2 separate regions of the Sus scrofa genome follow, and region 2 is linked to region 1. A link is a contact called in public promoter capture Hi-C data. All regions are on one chromosome and are shown on one strand. The core of a region is the stretch at or near the end of the contact, and the rest is flanking DNA. Distances in the headings are between cores, read along the strand shown.

Evidence for each region. Promoter capture Hi-C pulls out the DNA fragments that hold promoters and counts their contacts.
Region 2: a contact with region 1 is called in a promoter capture Hi-C map of fetal liver, with 3 times the contacts expected there. The contact joins the promoter of MKI67 here to the promoter of PTPRE in region 1. A contact is called at or near these places in 1 of 5 promoter capture datasets (fetal liver) and 3 of 47 Hi-C or Micro-C datasets (mesenteric adipose tissue, retroperitoneal adipose tissue and subcutaneous adipose tissue).

Annotation. Positions count from the first base shown.
Region 1 is chr14:137,096,525-137,104,183 of Sscrofa11.1, reverse strand. PTPRE (receptor-type tyrosine-protein phosphatase epsilon) reads right to left here and starts at 2,735. Exons shown (of 22, transcript XM_021073749.1): 1 at 2,532-2,735.
Region 2 is chr14:137,293,086-137,300,744 of Sscrofa11.1, reverse strand. MKI67 (proliferation marker protein Ki-67) reads left to right here and starts at 4,433. Exons shown (of 16, transcript XM_021073747.1): 1 at 4,433-4,699; 2 at 5,055-5,251. The coding sequence starts at 5,160.

The DNA.
Region 1 (7,659 bases), core at 1,486-3,985:
CAGCTCTCTACAGCAGGCTGGAGGCGGGTGTGATTAGTGGGAGAGAGAAACATCAGGAGAGTGGTGGGCTGGGTCCAGAGGGGAGGGGGTGGCAGGTCACCAGCTTGACCTGGGACATGCTGAGTTGGGGGCCTTGACCATCCTAGAAGTCAGGTGACATGGGCATCTGAGCCTGGGAACTGCAGGGGACTGGTCTGGGCTAGGACCTGCCTCTGCCCAGGAAAGAAGGAGTTTGGATAGAAGGGGGTAGCCTGGGCTGGGGTGATGGCAGCAAAAAGCCAAGTGGACCAGTGGGGGCGCAGTTGAAAGGCGACCCAAATTCACATCTCAGCTTCCTTCCCGACCAACGAGCACCTGCTGTCAATGCCTCACACATCCACCTTCAACACACCCCTCTGACGGCCCCCATCCTGCAGCCCCTCTGACAGCCCCCGGGGGCTGACAATTTGCACACACACATCCCAGGACGTGGGGAGGTCATGCATGAGGACTCGGAGCTCCAGGAAGCTTCGGGCAGCCTTGGCTGGAGGCACTGGCTCCGGACATCCAGGGGCCAGGCATCCCTCCACAGGGGTGAGAAGTGGTCGGTGTGCAGGGCTTGTGGACCTGACCGCGGCACCTCACACTCAACTGTGTGCCTCCCCAGGGGCCCTGGATGCATCACAGTGACAGTCACTTCCTTGCCCACTTCCCACAACTCATTTGGCTGGGCGCGCAAAGGGGTACAGTTTCATTTTATTTTATTTTTATTTTATTTTTTTGTCTTTTTGCCATTTCTTGGGCCGCTCCTGCAGCATGTGGAGGTTCTCAGGCTAGGGCTCTAATCGGAGCTGTAGCCGCCGGCCTACGCCAGAGCCACGGCAACACGGGATCCGAGCCGCGTCTGCAACCTACACCACAGCTCACAGCAACGCCGCAACGCCGGATCCTTAACCCACTGAGGGAGGCCAGGGATCGAACCCGAAACCTCATGGTTCCTAGTCGGATTCGTTAACCACTGAGCCACGACGGGAACTCCGAGGGGGTACAGTTTTAAATCTCCAGCCATCTGGATTCATCCAATGACCTGGCCTTCCACAGGGACAAATCTAGCTCTTAGCTCCTTTGGACACATGGAAAGTTCGGGGGGTGGGGAGGGCAGTTACTGGTTCCCAGGCAGCACTAACACCAACAAGGAAGAAAGACCTCATCCCCTGAGGTCACAGTCCGAGGCAGTGCCCCCTCTTGGAAGGGCTGGGTGCTGCTACAGGGCCTGCCCCATGTCACCGCCTCACCTTTTGTTCCCCAAGGCCTAGAGCCTGTGCTCAGAAAGCTGGACCCCAACCCTATTCACACTCAGAGCTCTGTGCCATACGGTGAAGGCAGAGTGACCATGGCGGTCTGAGCCACCTGCGCCCACCCCTCCCTGTCTTCCTTCGGCTTAGAGCTCTGGTTTTGAAAAGGCCCAGCCCTCCCCTTCATCAACCCCCCACCCGCCCCGGGCACAGTTTAAATGGATCTTTATTTTGCAGAGGCAGAATTTCACTGACCTTTGAGACACAAAGACCTCCAGGCACCCTGGGTCAAGGGGCACCTGGGGTCAGGAGCTGACTGGACACGCACAGGGACACCTAAAACACGTGACCACCCTTTGCTGGTTTTCATCCAGGGCATCCACCCTTCACTCCACAGGCGCACATACAGCCCTATTCCTCCGGAGTTTCCTGGGCTGAAATTCTGACAGAGGGGTCCTTATCCCCGACAGATCAGCATCGTCATTCTGCAAGTAAAACTGTTTAACCTTTCTAGAAAGGTTTGCCACTGGCAGGAAGGAATTTAGGTCAAGTCCGGTGCGGTCACTCAAGGCTTGGCTCTGCCTCTCCATCCCAGGGGTTGTCTGGCCTTTCCCAGATGGTCCTACGGAGCCGGCAGGCTTGGCGTGTCACTGCTCCCCGGCCCAGGAGTTCCGACAGGTCACCCCACGGATACCGCGGTCCGGCCTGGCCACCGGGGGCCGGCCCACTTCCTGGGGTCTTTAACCGCCCCCCCAGCCCTGGCATCCTACTCAGCTCCCCTCCCCGGGAGGGCAAGGGGCCCTGGACAGCAGCCCACGACAACAGTTGGTGCGACTCTGACTCACTTTCTCAAAAGGCTCCTTTCTGGACCCCTGCGTGCGGCAGCCCCCAGCACACCCGCTGGCACCCCCTCTCGGTGGGTCTCCCTGCTTCCACGCGTCCTCCCTGTCGCCGTCCCCCTAGCGCTGTGGCCACCCGCAGACACACACGCTCTGCCAGTCAGTTGACCGAGAAGGAGCGCGAGAGCCGCCGACCTGGTCGCCAAGTTGGGCTGGGGGCGCCCGGGGGCCCGATGGCCGGGGTCCTGCGGTCCCCAGACGCTGGCACCCGGCGCACCGCGGGCCGGCAGGGACCCAGCTCGGAGCCTGGCACCCCGGCGCGGCCCCTCCCGCCCACGGCGCGGCCGAGGCGGTGTCCCCGGCCTGCTCCGGCCGCCCGGGACACACGGTCCCCGGCCCGCACCCCGCACGCGCTCACCTCGGGGGGGCCGGTCCGGTCGCGCCGATCCCGCCGCCGCCGCCGCCGCGGCGGCTCCGCATCTCCCGGGTGCCCGCCCGCCGCCCTCCGGGGCGCCCCGCCGTCCCCGCCGGGCGCGCGGGAGGCTCGTGGGGACGCGCGGAGGCCGCGGGGTCCGGGCGCCGCCTGCGCCGCCGCCCGTCGCCGAGCAGCAGGAAATTTGTCCGGCAGGTCCCGCCGCCTCCTCCGCGCCGCTCGGCTCGGGCTCCGCGGCGGGGGCGGGGGCCCCGCGCAGCGAGGAGCGGGGGCGACGCCTGGTGTCCGGCGCGGGGAGCGCACCCGGCGCCCGCCCCACCTGGGCCCGCGGCCCCGCCCCGCCCCGCCCCGAGGGCGGGAGGCCCACGGAGGACCCGCCGGCCAGGACAGCCTGCCCCCAGGCGGGGGGGCGGGGGGCCCCCTCTCCCGGGACCCCCTCCCCCGGGGCCCCCGGCTGGGCCCCCACTGCCCGGGCCCAGGCGTCCTGTCGGGCGCTAAGGCGGGACAGCCGCGCTTATGAGCAGGAAAGGCCCTTCCTCCCCAGCCTTGGCCCCGGACACCAGGAAGTGGCCGGGCCGGGCACCGGCTCTGGGTCGTGCAGTCGGTCCGGAGGGCACCCTGTGCTGCTTCTGGTTCGAAGATGTAGCGAGAGCCGGGACGTGTCCCGAGCTGGAGCTGGTGTCTTCCTCTGTAAAGGGTGAAGAAAGGCGCCCACTTGGTGGATGTTGAAAAGGGTCTGATTACCATGAAGGCGGTATCCATCCAAGCTAAACTCAGGGGCGCAGGCGCCCACGAGGGAGGAAGAGAGAGGGTCGGCTGGGAGGGGTCTGGACCAGCTCTTCTCGGGGTCGGCTTTCCAGGGGACCTCCTGCCAGCTATTTAGGGGGGCTTGGAGTAAAGGACATTCCAGGGGAAGGGCAGAAAGGGTACATGTTGTCTCCTCGTGGGTCCTAGCCCTGGTGCTGTGCCCTCCAGCTTGGACCAAGCCCCTCTCCCCCCCCCCCTCACCCCTGTTGCAGGAACCTCACTCCTGAGGGCTCCTGAGTGAAGGAACCAATGGTGAGAAGGTGGCATTTAGGGTGTGTCACCTGCCTCACATCAGTAGCCAGCAGACACCTCCTGGGACACTTTCCAAGGACACTTGCATGTGTTCGGGACAGAGCTGTAGACCCCCAAAGGCTAAGACCGCCCTTCCACAGGACACACAAAGGAGTGGGAGTGGAGGACTTGAACTCAGCTTTCTTGCCTTGCCCTGCACATGCTGTCCCCCCGCTGCACATGTCTTGTCCAGCGCCAGGGCTTTAAATACCACCCATATGCAGGGAGGTGCAAAAAGCAGGGCTCTCCTGGCCCTCTCCTCCAAGCTCTGCCGCCCCCACCCCCGGCTGTCTCCCAGGGCAGACCCGGCTCTTGCTCTGACTCTGATTCTTGGCATATGTCCCCGTCTGCGCCTCCCCCACCTCGTGCACTTCCTGTCTAGCTCCCACGGTGTGCCTGCTGCTCCACTCCACCGCCTTCCTCTCGCCGATGACTGCAGTGGTCCCTCAACCTCAGACTCATATTTTTTTGTTTTTTCTTTTCTGGCTGCACCCGTGACATGCAAAAGTTCCCAGGCCAGGGATCGAACCCACAGCAGCAACCCCAACCACTGCAGTGACAACCCTGGATCCTTAACCCACTGAACCACAAGGGTAGCCCAAGATGCATTCTTTTCTAGGCACACCGTCCAGGGGGACCCTTACAGAGGAAACCTTGTCCTGTCAGCCCCTTGCTTAAAAGCCTCCTTTCAGAATAAAACCCAAACTCCTGGCAGGCCCTGCCTGATGTCTCAGCCCCTCCTGAGCTCTGAGCCCCTCTTCCCGGGGCTCCAGCCCTCAGCTCCTCTTCTCAGTGTCAGAGCCCAGCTCATCTCCATCTGGGACTCTGCCTAAGGTACCTGAGCTGGCCATTCTTTTTGCTTTTTAGGGCTGTACCTGTGGCATATGGAAGTTTCCAGGCTCGGGGTCAAATCAGAGCTGGAGCTGCTGGTCTAAACCACAGCACCACAGCCACAGTGACACCAGATCTGAGACCTACACCACAGCTCATGGCAACACTGGATCCTTAACCTCCTGAGTGGGACCAGGGATTGAACCCATGTCCTCATGGATCCTGGTTGGGTTTGTAATCTGCTGAGCCATAGCAGGCACTTCCTGGCCTGCACCTTCTTACTGACTGCCTCTGGAAGGTGGCCTGGCACCCCTCCCCTCTGCTACTCTTTCACAAGGTGTGTTCACTGGTTTGCTGTTAGTCACCCCCTCTTCCCCCTCCCGCAGAACTGTGAGCTCCGCGACAGTCCACGCTGCACCTGTCTCCATCTTCCCTCCTGACGCCACATGATAGCCAGGAGGTGTTCAATAAAAGCCTGTGGGCTGACACATCAGAGGAGGAGGGGCCCCAGCCGCAGCCCCCAGGCAGCCTGGTCACCGTGGAGCCCAGCAGGGCAGGCGGCTCTCTCCAGAGCTGAGCATGCCAGGCAGGAACTGCCCAGGTTGGGTGGGGTCAGGTAGACTGATGACTCCGCCCACCCGTCAGTTTCCCTGCTGCGGCGCCCAGAGAGCCAGGCTTCTGTACAGGAGGTGATCATTTCAAACTCGGATGAGCACAGTTTGGCTTGTTAACGCTGCAGGGCTGTGAGGCAGAGACTGTGCTGCAAGAAGAGAGAAACAAGTTGCCTTTGTCAGACATCTGCTGTTGGAAAGTCAGCAGCCCAGGGAGCATGGTGAGGGCAGATGGCACTTTCTCTCCCGCTAATATTCTCTCTGTGGGACCCTGGCGATCCTCTCTGGCGTTACACAGTATCTCTCAACCTCTAAGTCTAAAGACATTCATCGCTGCCCCCCAAAAGCGAGGTAGCAGGGGCATCGGTGCCAAGGCTGTGTTGATTCCCATTCAGAAGCCCCTCCAGCCTCCTTATCCATCTTCCTTCCTCGTCCCTCAGGCTCAAGGCCCCTCCTGCCATCAGAGTCAATTCCCCTGTTCCCACACGAGGCTCTAGGGATGGGAATCCGGCTCGCAGCCTCTTGCCATCCGGAACCCTCATCTTTTATGACCCAGGGGCTCAGCCCTTCTCACCTCCACAGCTTCCTCTTTAGCCCCCGACGCACTTCCTGTTTCATCCACCTTCAGCCTCGCCTATGCCGTCCTCTCACCTGTCTCCGACCTCTTCCTCTTTGCCAAGCCGTGCAGCTTCTTTCCTTTAAAACACAACTGGAGGCCGTTTTCCTGAAACCGGTGATGTTCAGCGTGGTTATGTGTCTTATCTTCCTTTTTAGTGGAGGACCAGGCCTTTGGATTTCTGTGCGGTAACCCAGATAATGCTTGTCATGCTTTAAGGACTCAACAGATGCCAATTAATGTTAAATTGCTGAGGCCAGAAATGGTCTCTAGAAGAATAAGCAAAAGAGGCAAAATTGGTATGCAAAGAGCTAATCAGAGTTTGCTTTTATATGCTGTCCAGAAATATTAATGTAAACGAACTCAGCTTTAAGAGATAAAGTCAGAAGGTCTTGGAGTTCCCGTCGTGCCTCTGCAGTAACAAACCAGACTGGGAACCATGAGGATGCGGCTTTGATCTCTGGCCTTGCTCAGTGGGTTAAGGATCCGGTGTTGCCGTGACCTGTGGTGTAGGTCACAGACGCGGTTTGGATCTGGCATTGCTGTGGCTGTGGTGTAGGCTGGCAGCTGCAGCTCTGATTCAACCCCTAGCCTGGGAGCTTCCATATGCCATGGGCATGGCCCTAAAAAGACCAAAAAAAAAAAAAAAAAAAAATGTCTTGTTAAAGCAGGGCAGGATTGATTTCTGGAACTGTCCCCACGTAGAGAAAACTCAGCATAGCTATTCCACTCTCCAGACTGTGCCCGAATGAGTAACTCTAATGGATCTAGAATGTTCCATTTTTACATTAGCCATCTATCCTTCTCCTGCCTCTTTCCCCAAGTTATGCCCAAGTATTAACAATTACTCGTGAGTGAAATCGTGAAGACAGACCCCCCCTTGCTGGAAGATTCCTCTGTTATCCCAGAAAAACAGGTAGTTGTTCTGTCCTTCAGGTCCTCGGAGTCCTTAAACCGTTTTGTCCCCTGGACTGCTGCTCATTGGTGAATTCTAGGTCATGTATCACAGAGATTCTAAGTGTACAGTTTAATGAAGAAAGACAGATGCATCTCTCGAGACATTGAGCACTTGCACCACCCGAGAAAATTCTCTCCCTCCTTTTCCGGAAGATCCCCCACTCTCCTTCTGAGAAGCTCATGTTCGGTTGTCTGGGACTGTGGATACCCTCACCTGATCGAGATCGTTAGATACACTGAGTATCTTTTCTTTCCAGCTTCTTTCGCACAGCAACACCTCTGGGAGTTTCATGCTATATTACCTGTGTCCGTATTTTAGGTAATATATCTTTTATCTCTCATTGCTTTAAAGACTTTTTCTCTATCATTTTTTTTTTTTTGGAAATTTGATTAAAATATGTCCTAGTGCAGTTTTTGTCTCTATCACACTTGGCATTAGTTGTGCTTTTCAGTTTATGTGTACATCATAGAGCTTACAGTATCAATTCATACTTTTCATCAAATTTGGACAATTTTCAGCCATTGTTTCTTCAAGAGTATTTTCTGCTTGCTCTCATTTCTGGGATTTCATTTGCATGTACATGATAGCTCCTAATATGGTCCCATAAGCCACTGAAGCACTTTAAACTTTAAAGCTGCTTTTCTTTTCTGTATTTCAGTTTACCTGGTTTTTATTGCTACATAGTTAAACCTGCTGAGCTTTTCTTCTAAGTTCTTTTTTTTCTTTCTAATTTATTTTTTATTTTATTTTATTTTTTTATTTTCCCACTGTACAGCAAGGGGGTCAGGTTATCCTTACATGTATACATTACAATTACATTTTTCCCCCACCCTTTCTTCTGTTGCAACATGAGTATCTAGACAAAGTTCTCAATGCTATTCAGCAGGACCTCCTTGTAAATCTATTCTAAGTTGTGTCTGATAAGCCCAAGCTCCCGATCCCTCCCACTCCCTCCCCCTCCCATCAGGCAGCCACAAGTCTCTTCTCCAAGTCCATGGT
Region 2 (7,659 bases), core at 3,184-5,683, 190 kb before region 1:
ATCCAAACTGAAAACTGGATGACCCACAAAGACCTGCCATATAACACAGGGAAGGATACTCAGTATCTTATAATAACCGCAAATGGAAAATAATCTAAAAATTATATATATACATATTCAGTTATATATATTACTGAATTACTTTGCTGTATACTGGGAACTAACACAACATTGTAAATCAATGATAGTTCCATAAAAATTAAAAATTAAAAAAATTAAATAAAAATTTATTTATTTATTCATTCATTCATTTATCTTTTAGTCTTTTTTAGGGCCACACCCGAGGCACATGGAGGTTCCCAGGCTAGGGGTCTAATCAGAGCTATATCCGCCAGCCTACACCACAGCCACAGCAACACAGGATCCAAGCCACATCTTTGACCTACACCACAGCTCACGGCCATGCTGTGATCCTTAACCCACTGAGCAAGGCCAGGGATTGAACCCGCATTCTCATGGATGCTAGTCGGGTTCTTTAACCACTGAGCCATGATGCGAACGCTGATAATTCTTGATTTAAACCCATAAAATGGCCTAAAAGTATAGGAAGCAAAAACTGACAGAGCTAAAAAACAAACAAACAAAAAATCATGATTTCAACTCACCTGCCAGAGTCATTAAGAATCAGATTATGTTCTCTTAGCTTATAAGTCCCCCAAATCTAGTTTATGGATCAAATCACAGGCAGGCGTGGGGCACATGGGATTGGCTGAGCAGGTACTTCCTGCTTAGGGGACACCCAGAGTGACTCCTTTCCAGGTGCACTCTTAAATTGTCTGTCCTAGTTGTGGTCCATGCAGGCTGCAAAGCCCACCTCCAGTTTATCTGCCCAGGCACGAGTTCTATCTGAGGGAGGGGGAGAATCAGCAGCCTGGAGGCTAGGAGGACCTGGCACCTTTGCGGAAGGACAAACTCAGGAGGCTTGAGCGTGGACGTGGATTTGGGATCAAATTGACCAAGGTCACTGTGGCCTCAAAGTTCCTGGCAGGAGTTTGTTTCAATTCTGAAGGCAATTAGCAGCCTCTGAGGGGTATGAGCCAGGAGGTCACAGGATCGGGGGTCTGTTTGTAGCAGCTCACTGATTAGATCTTGTGCAGAGGGTCTTGAGTTGGGATCCAGAGCTCAGCCAGGTAATAGCAGAGCTGGGGCTAAAGGGCTGGGGAGAAATTTGAAGGGGGAGGGATGGAGGCATCCCATGTGTGTCTGGACTTAGATGGAGCTGGCCTCCCAGGCAAGGCAGGAAGGAAGACCCAGGGAACTGAGTGGGAGGCTGGAAAGTCAGGGATGGGCAGTCCCACGGGCCACCTGGTCAGCCCAGCTGTGGGACGCTGGCGAAGGGGAATGCTGGAGGAGAGCAGCTACCAACTGGAGTGAGAAGAGACTGGGATTCGGCCCAGGGAGTCCAGGTGATCTGGGGTTTGGGTCCCTTGGAAGCCAGTTCAGCTTTGGGGCTGGAGGTTGGAGCCTGGCAGGTGCCTGGGCCAGGTCAGAACCTGGAGGTGAGTGGTGGCGTTGACAGTAACTGGACATTGAAAGGTCTCCAGGGTCTCATCGGGGCGGCTGGCAAATGGGAAGGAGAGCAAGTCAGATCCCTTTAGAAGGACCCCTGAGCTGCCTTTCCTGCCCACACCCCCAATGCACACTTTAAGGCAGTTGCCTCCCTTGACTGGCAGGCTGGCTGGAAGAACCGGGTAATTAAGAGACAGGTTGGGGAGTGAAGTTGGGAGTCTGGGCCTCCCTAATGCGCTCCGCGACCCCTACCTGCAGCCAGCCCAAGGGTCCCGGGCCGGGGCACTGGGCTGGGACCCGAGACTTCCTGCAGATTCCGACGGAGCACCTGCCCGGTGCGGTTTCAGGGACGCCAGGATGGGACCTGCCGGGACTGATGGAACTTGTAGGGTGGGGCGCAGAGGACCAGGAAGAAGACCTGGAGGTCCCGATCCGGCCCTCCTTCCTCGCGCCTCCCCCCCACCCCCGCCCCGCGCAGGACCGGGTGTCAGGGACGACAAAGCGTACTACTTACCCGGAACAGAGATGACCAAACAACACAAAGGTCTCCAATGTGATAGATACTAAATATATACTCAACTTACAGAAAATAAATACACGCTCCAATCGGGCAGATGGGCGTGGGATTTAAGGAAATTGCTGGAATGTCCCTTTATTGCCTAAGGCAATGCCATGTCGTGACTTTCTGGCAGGTGAGAGCGGGAGGAGGAGGGACCAGGGAGACAGGGGTCCAGGGGCGGGACTCCTAGGGACACTGTCCCGGGCTGGGGCTGATTGACATCAGGCCTGAATGCCGTGGACTGTGAGAATTTAGAAATGGATTCTCAGAAAACCTCCTAGGTCCGCAGACTCCCCTAGAAAGCCTTTCCCGGTCCATGCGGGAGGCGTCAGAGGTACTTTAACTGCGGGGTCCCTATACCAGGTCCCGTTCAAGAGAGATCTTGCAGGAAGGGGGTTCGCTGCCCCCACCCCTCTTCTGGGGCGTGAGCGGTGGTGGTGGTGGTGGTGGTGGAGCTCAAATGCCAGGCCTGCAAAACAGATTCTCCTCCTGGGAGCGAGACCTGTGCTTTAACGGAATCTTAGGCCGGGGGCCAAGCTTCCGATTCCCCAGCAAACACCACTGCTCAAGCCTGTTATCCAACCGCTTGGAGAGGGCCCACCGCACATCGGAGCTTCCCCTCTGACCGTCAGAGAAGCTTTCCTGTAACTCCCTCCCTGCTCTCTGGAGAACTGAACCTCTGTGTGGCCGGGGTTTGCAAGATTGTTCCACAGGAAATCAAATACCTCCTAGTTCTAATTAGGCTGCCCTACAGGGTCACAGAACAGTCCTGATAACAGGCAGTAGTTCCAGTGACAAAGTAGCATTTTACTGTGTTGATGGGGGTGAGCTTTCTTTGATGGCGTAAAGGAGAAAGAAATGAAACTGATCCCCCAAAAGGGTAGCAGTATCTAGCATCTCCTCGACCCACATTCGCCTGTCACAGTGGACAGGAGTGGGAAGTCCCACGTATTGACATTGTTTTTCTAGGCACCTTTCCGCACCCCCATAGGCAATCTCTCTCCGAATTTTCCCTCAGGAGCAGAAAGGCTCCAACTTTTTGGTCGCAGGGTCCCTTTTCGCTCATGAAAATCATTGAGGACTACTAAGAGTTTTTTGTTTTATATAGGTTATTAACTGAATGATCTTAAAAATTTCAATTCACCAATTCATTTTGAAGCAATGAAGCCATTTCATACTCCAGGTAAAATATCTTTTTATGAAAAATTCCTGTATTACCCAAAACAAGTTAGTGAAAAGAGCAGCATTATTTTATATTTCTGCAAATCTCTCTGATTGTATCTGATTTGGTAAAAGATTGGTTCTCACCTCTGCTTCTGCTTCTGCCCTGGGGAAACCCTACCCTACAGGCATGAGAAATGAGGGTGAAAAAGGCAAGGAGCTTCTGTTGTTACAAAGGTGGTTTGGACCTCCTGGACCTCCTGCAAGGATCAAAGAGACCCTGGGGTCCCCAGCCCGTGCTGTGAGAACAGCAGCTCCCCATCAAGGAAAGCCAAGCTCCAAAGGGCGTGAGGCAAGCTGGAGGTAGGGAACCCGCGGGCGGGTCTGCATTCCCAGTTCACATCCTGATGGCCCGCAAAGGCTCCCTCCTTCCCCTCACCCCCCCAACCCTGTCCCATCAGGCGCGTGGAGGAATACGGTGGGTTAATTATTTTACAATTCATCCACTTCGTGATGCATAAGGTTTATTAATTGGAGATTTTTTTCTAATAGGAAATCTTTGTAAACCTGTATGTATGGCGACGGCAATGATTAAGTAAATAATGGTTTCTAAAGCTGAATGCTTTGCAGTTATCGAAGAGAAAGTAAAAGAGGAAGACATACTCTATATGAATATCCTTGGGGTTTAGTCAAGAGAGAACAGAAAGGATGGAACACCGTGTATATTAGTGCGTTTTTAAAAGAGAACCGTGATCTTCTTAGTGCGTTTTTAAAAGAGAACAGTTTATGTGAAACTGGGAAAAGACACAAGAAATCGCTTATAAACAACTGGTTATCTTAAGGAGACAAACGAACTTTAAAAATGTTAAAGCCTTCCACCACCGAGTGGTACACTGCGTACCACTGTTAACTGTACGACTGTATTTGGTCCTTAAGGGAAACGAGGCCAGAAGGGTTTTGCAGCGGTGGGACCGGTTTGCATTCCCGCCCTTCGCTTGCGGTGGGGGTTGAGGACCCTTTCGCGGGCGTCTTCGGCGGATGAACCCCAGCCCCGCCCCTCCCTCTCGGCCCCGCGGAGCCCGCCCCTCTGGCCCCGCCCCGCCCCTTCCCATTGGTCTGTCTCCTGCCACTGCGTCCAATCGCAGCGCTTAGCGCCAAATTTGAATCGAGGTTTTCATTTGAATCGGGAAGGCGCGGCGGCGGCTTTCCGCGCTCAAGCCGCTAACGCCGGGCACCTCCGGGAGGTAGCTGGGCAGGGCCAGCGGGCCACCGGCGAGGGCGAGGGCGGGGGAGCGGGCACTGCGGCCGCGGCGGAGGTGGGCGCGGGCCCGCGGACGGAGGCCAGGTCCCTGCGGCCCGGGCGGGCGGTAGACGCGAGGGGACGCGTCGCCGGCTCCTCCCCGTGCGGACTCGGGCGGCGCGCGGACGGGCGGTGGACCCACTGCTGTCGGTGCAGGAGACTCGTCGTGGGTGAGTCGTAGCCGCCGCGCTTCGGGGATCTGCGGGGACCGGCGCCGGGAGCGTGGCCTGCGCCCGGCTCGGTCCGGGGCGCTGGTGAAGGATCTCGGTGGGACCTCCCAGGAGGTGTGACCCTGGTGGGCGACCTGCCGGCCGCAGGTCTTTGGGGGGCACTGGGTGCGGGGTGGGGGAGCCAGGGCCTGGCTGGGACTTCCGCAGGGGTCCTGTACCTTGTGGGTCAGGACTGCAGGGGCATCGGTGAATAGTACAAGCGACTCCAGTTGGTGACTTTTTACAAGTGACCTCTTAGCTCCTGGCTTTGGAGTAACAACCCCCCCTGCCTCCGTTGTGTTTTATTTTTGCTCAGTGGCGTGTCCAAGTGCAGTCAAAGTGTGGCTTGTAAGTCTGCTTCAGCAAACCTTCCGATGCCTGGCCTTCCTCTACGGATTATACTCCAATTCTTGTTTAGAAAATGGGTCCTACCAGACGCCTTGTTACCATCAAAAGGAGTGGGGTCGACGGGCCCCACTTTCCTTTGAGCCTCAGCAGCTGCTTGTTTGGAAGGTGAGCCCTGTGTACATGCGGACAACTTAGACACTTTAGGGGTTTTTTTATTTATTAATTATTAATTTATTAATATTACTAATCACAGATTAACAGACTAGATACCAGGGCTCTATGCCTAGTGTCAGCACTCAAGCTCGCTCAGGACTTCCTGGGTATTGCCAGTGTGACCGGTTGTTTATCGTGGAAGAGAATTTTAAAGACGATGTTTATACAGTTGTTGTTTTTTTTTTAATCAAACAAACATTTTAAAATTGATTTGCTAAAAAGCTATAAATGGAGAAAAGTGTGAATCCTGCTGCATTTCAGGCAGTCTATCGAAGGTCACTGTGTTCATTTGAAATGTTTCCAAACCTGATATTCCTTGGCTACTGGGGGTTCTTATGGAGCAAAAGAATGAAATGAAGAAAGGAGTCTGCGTGGCTGGTTGGGTTTTTTGTTTGTTTGTTTGTTTGTTTTTTGGTTCAATGACCCTGGGAGGGAAATTCTTCTGCTTGTGTTTTGAGATCTTCTCTTTCCCGTGTTGGTGGTGGCAGTGACTCTGGTCCCAGGGTAACAGGCATGGTTAGTAATCGCACCCCCCCCCCTCATTTCCAACTTGTGATCTTTTAGGCAAATGATAGGTCGCTCTCCCTGTGCAACCTGGGCCCCCTTCTACCCACACCCTGTCCTCCTGCCCCCACCTCTGCTGTGATCTCCCTCACTCCCAACAGTCCAAGCTCCGGCTCAGCTTGGTGCTTTTAGGCCGTTTGAACCTCTCTCACTGGAATGTCCTTCCGACCCTCCTGCCTGAGCAATTCCTTTCCAGCTTTCACACAGGGGATCAGTGCTCCCCGAGAAGAAGCCTTGAGTGAGCGCTGCCCTTGTCTTCCTATCCCCACATGTGGGAGGAGCCTTGGGCTTGTCTGTGTCACTGCTAAGCTCCCCAGGGCAGGGACTGTCTGGTTAAGAAATAAGTGCTTGGTGCCTGGTGTGGGGTCCGGCCTCTAAGAGGTGATCGATGTTTAGCACCCGGCCGTAGTTCAATCCAAACATCAGCCAGAGAATTGGATTTGGAGTCCATACCTAGTGGTGGTTATGCACTGAGAGCCGGGTTGCCCCCCAGGAGGTGTTTGGCAAAGCCTGGAGGCATTTTTTCATGTCGCATCGTGGGAGACACACACCATTGGCCTCGGAGCAGAGGTCAGAGGTGCTGTCAGGCATCCTGCGGTGTATAGGGTGTACAGGACAGCTCCTGCTCCAAAGAATCGTCTGGCCCCGGGATGCCAACAGCGCCGAAGTTAAGAACTACTGATGTAGGAGTGCCCTTTGTAGTGCAGTGGAAACAAATCCGACTGGTATCCATGAGGATGCAGGTTCAATCCCTGGCCTTGCTCAGTGGGTCGGGGATCTGGCGTTGCTGTGCGCTGTCCTGTAGGCTGCAGATGCGGCTCAGATCCCACGTTGCTGTGGCTGTGGTGTAAGCCGGCGGCTACAGCTCCAATTCGACCCCTAGCCTGGGAACCTCCATATGCCTCAAAGGCGCCTGCCCCCCGACAAGACCTTCTGAACTATAGTGATTCTTGTTGACTGTCTCCTGTCAAGCGAATTCTCAGTTCTACTGAGAGTCTCTCTCCCTCCCTCTTGCTTTCTGAGATGTTCGGATTCCTAAAAGTCAAATTCTCTTTGGCTTAAAGTAGCTGTTTACTTCCCATAGGTTCCACCCTCTTTAAAAGCAAAAAAATAAAGAACATTGTGGAATCACAAGGCAGTAATTCTGTCACTGCCCTGTGGTGATTAGGTCTATTTTTATGTAAGGTTTGCCATCTAGAAACCCATTCATAAGTGTTTGGCCATATGACGTGGATAGGAAGCGATATTCTCAGAGTCCAGAGGCTCATCTGGGGAACCGAGAGGAGGCAAAGAGTCTGTTCAAACATATAAAACCACGGGGTGGTGGCAGGAGCCTTGCTCAGGATGCCTTTGATTAGTTTCTGCGCAGCTTTAGGGATTCTCTCTTCTGGTTCTCCCTGCTGACATTAGCTTTGTGTAAAAAGCCAGCTGCAGCTGGCTCATTTGTAGTGGTGGCTTGTAGGTGAGTGTTTGTAATGATGGGAACCCTGTGACTTGGTTGGTTAATAGTCATTTTAAAACAATAAAAAGCTCACAAGTTATGGCCATGTACGGTGTGCCAGGCACATGACAGACGCGAGTAGCTCATTTAATTGTTTGAAGAGCCCCGTGGTGTGGGTGCCAGTGGAGTCCCCTTCTTACACGAAGAAACTGAGGCAGAGAGAGAGGTGCTGGCATAAGATACAGCACTTTTGGTGATGACGTGAACGTTAAATACACGTAGCAGTACCAGTAAATATACATGCCTTTTTTTTTTTTAAGGAAAAAAAGCACAGAGTACTAAAAGTAATTATTCT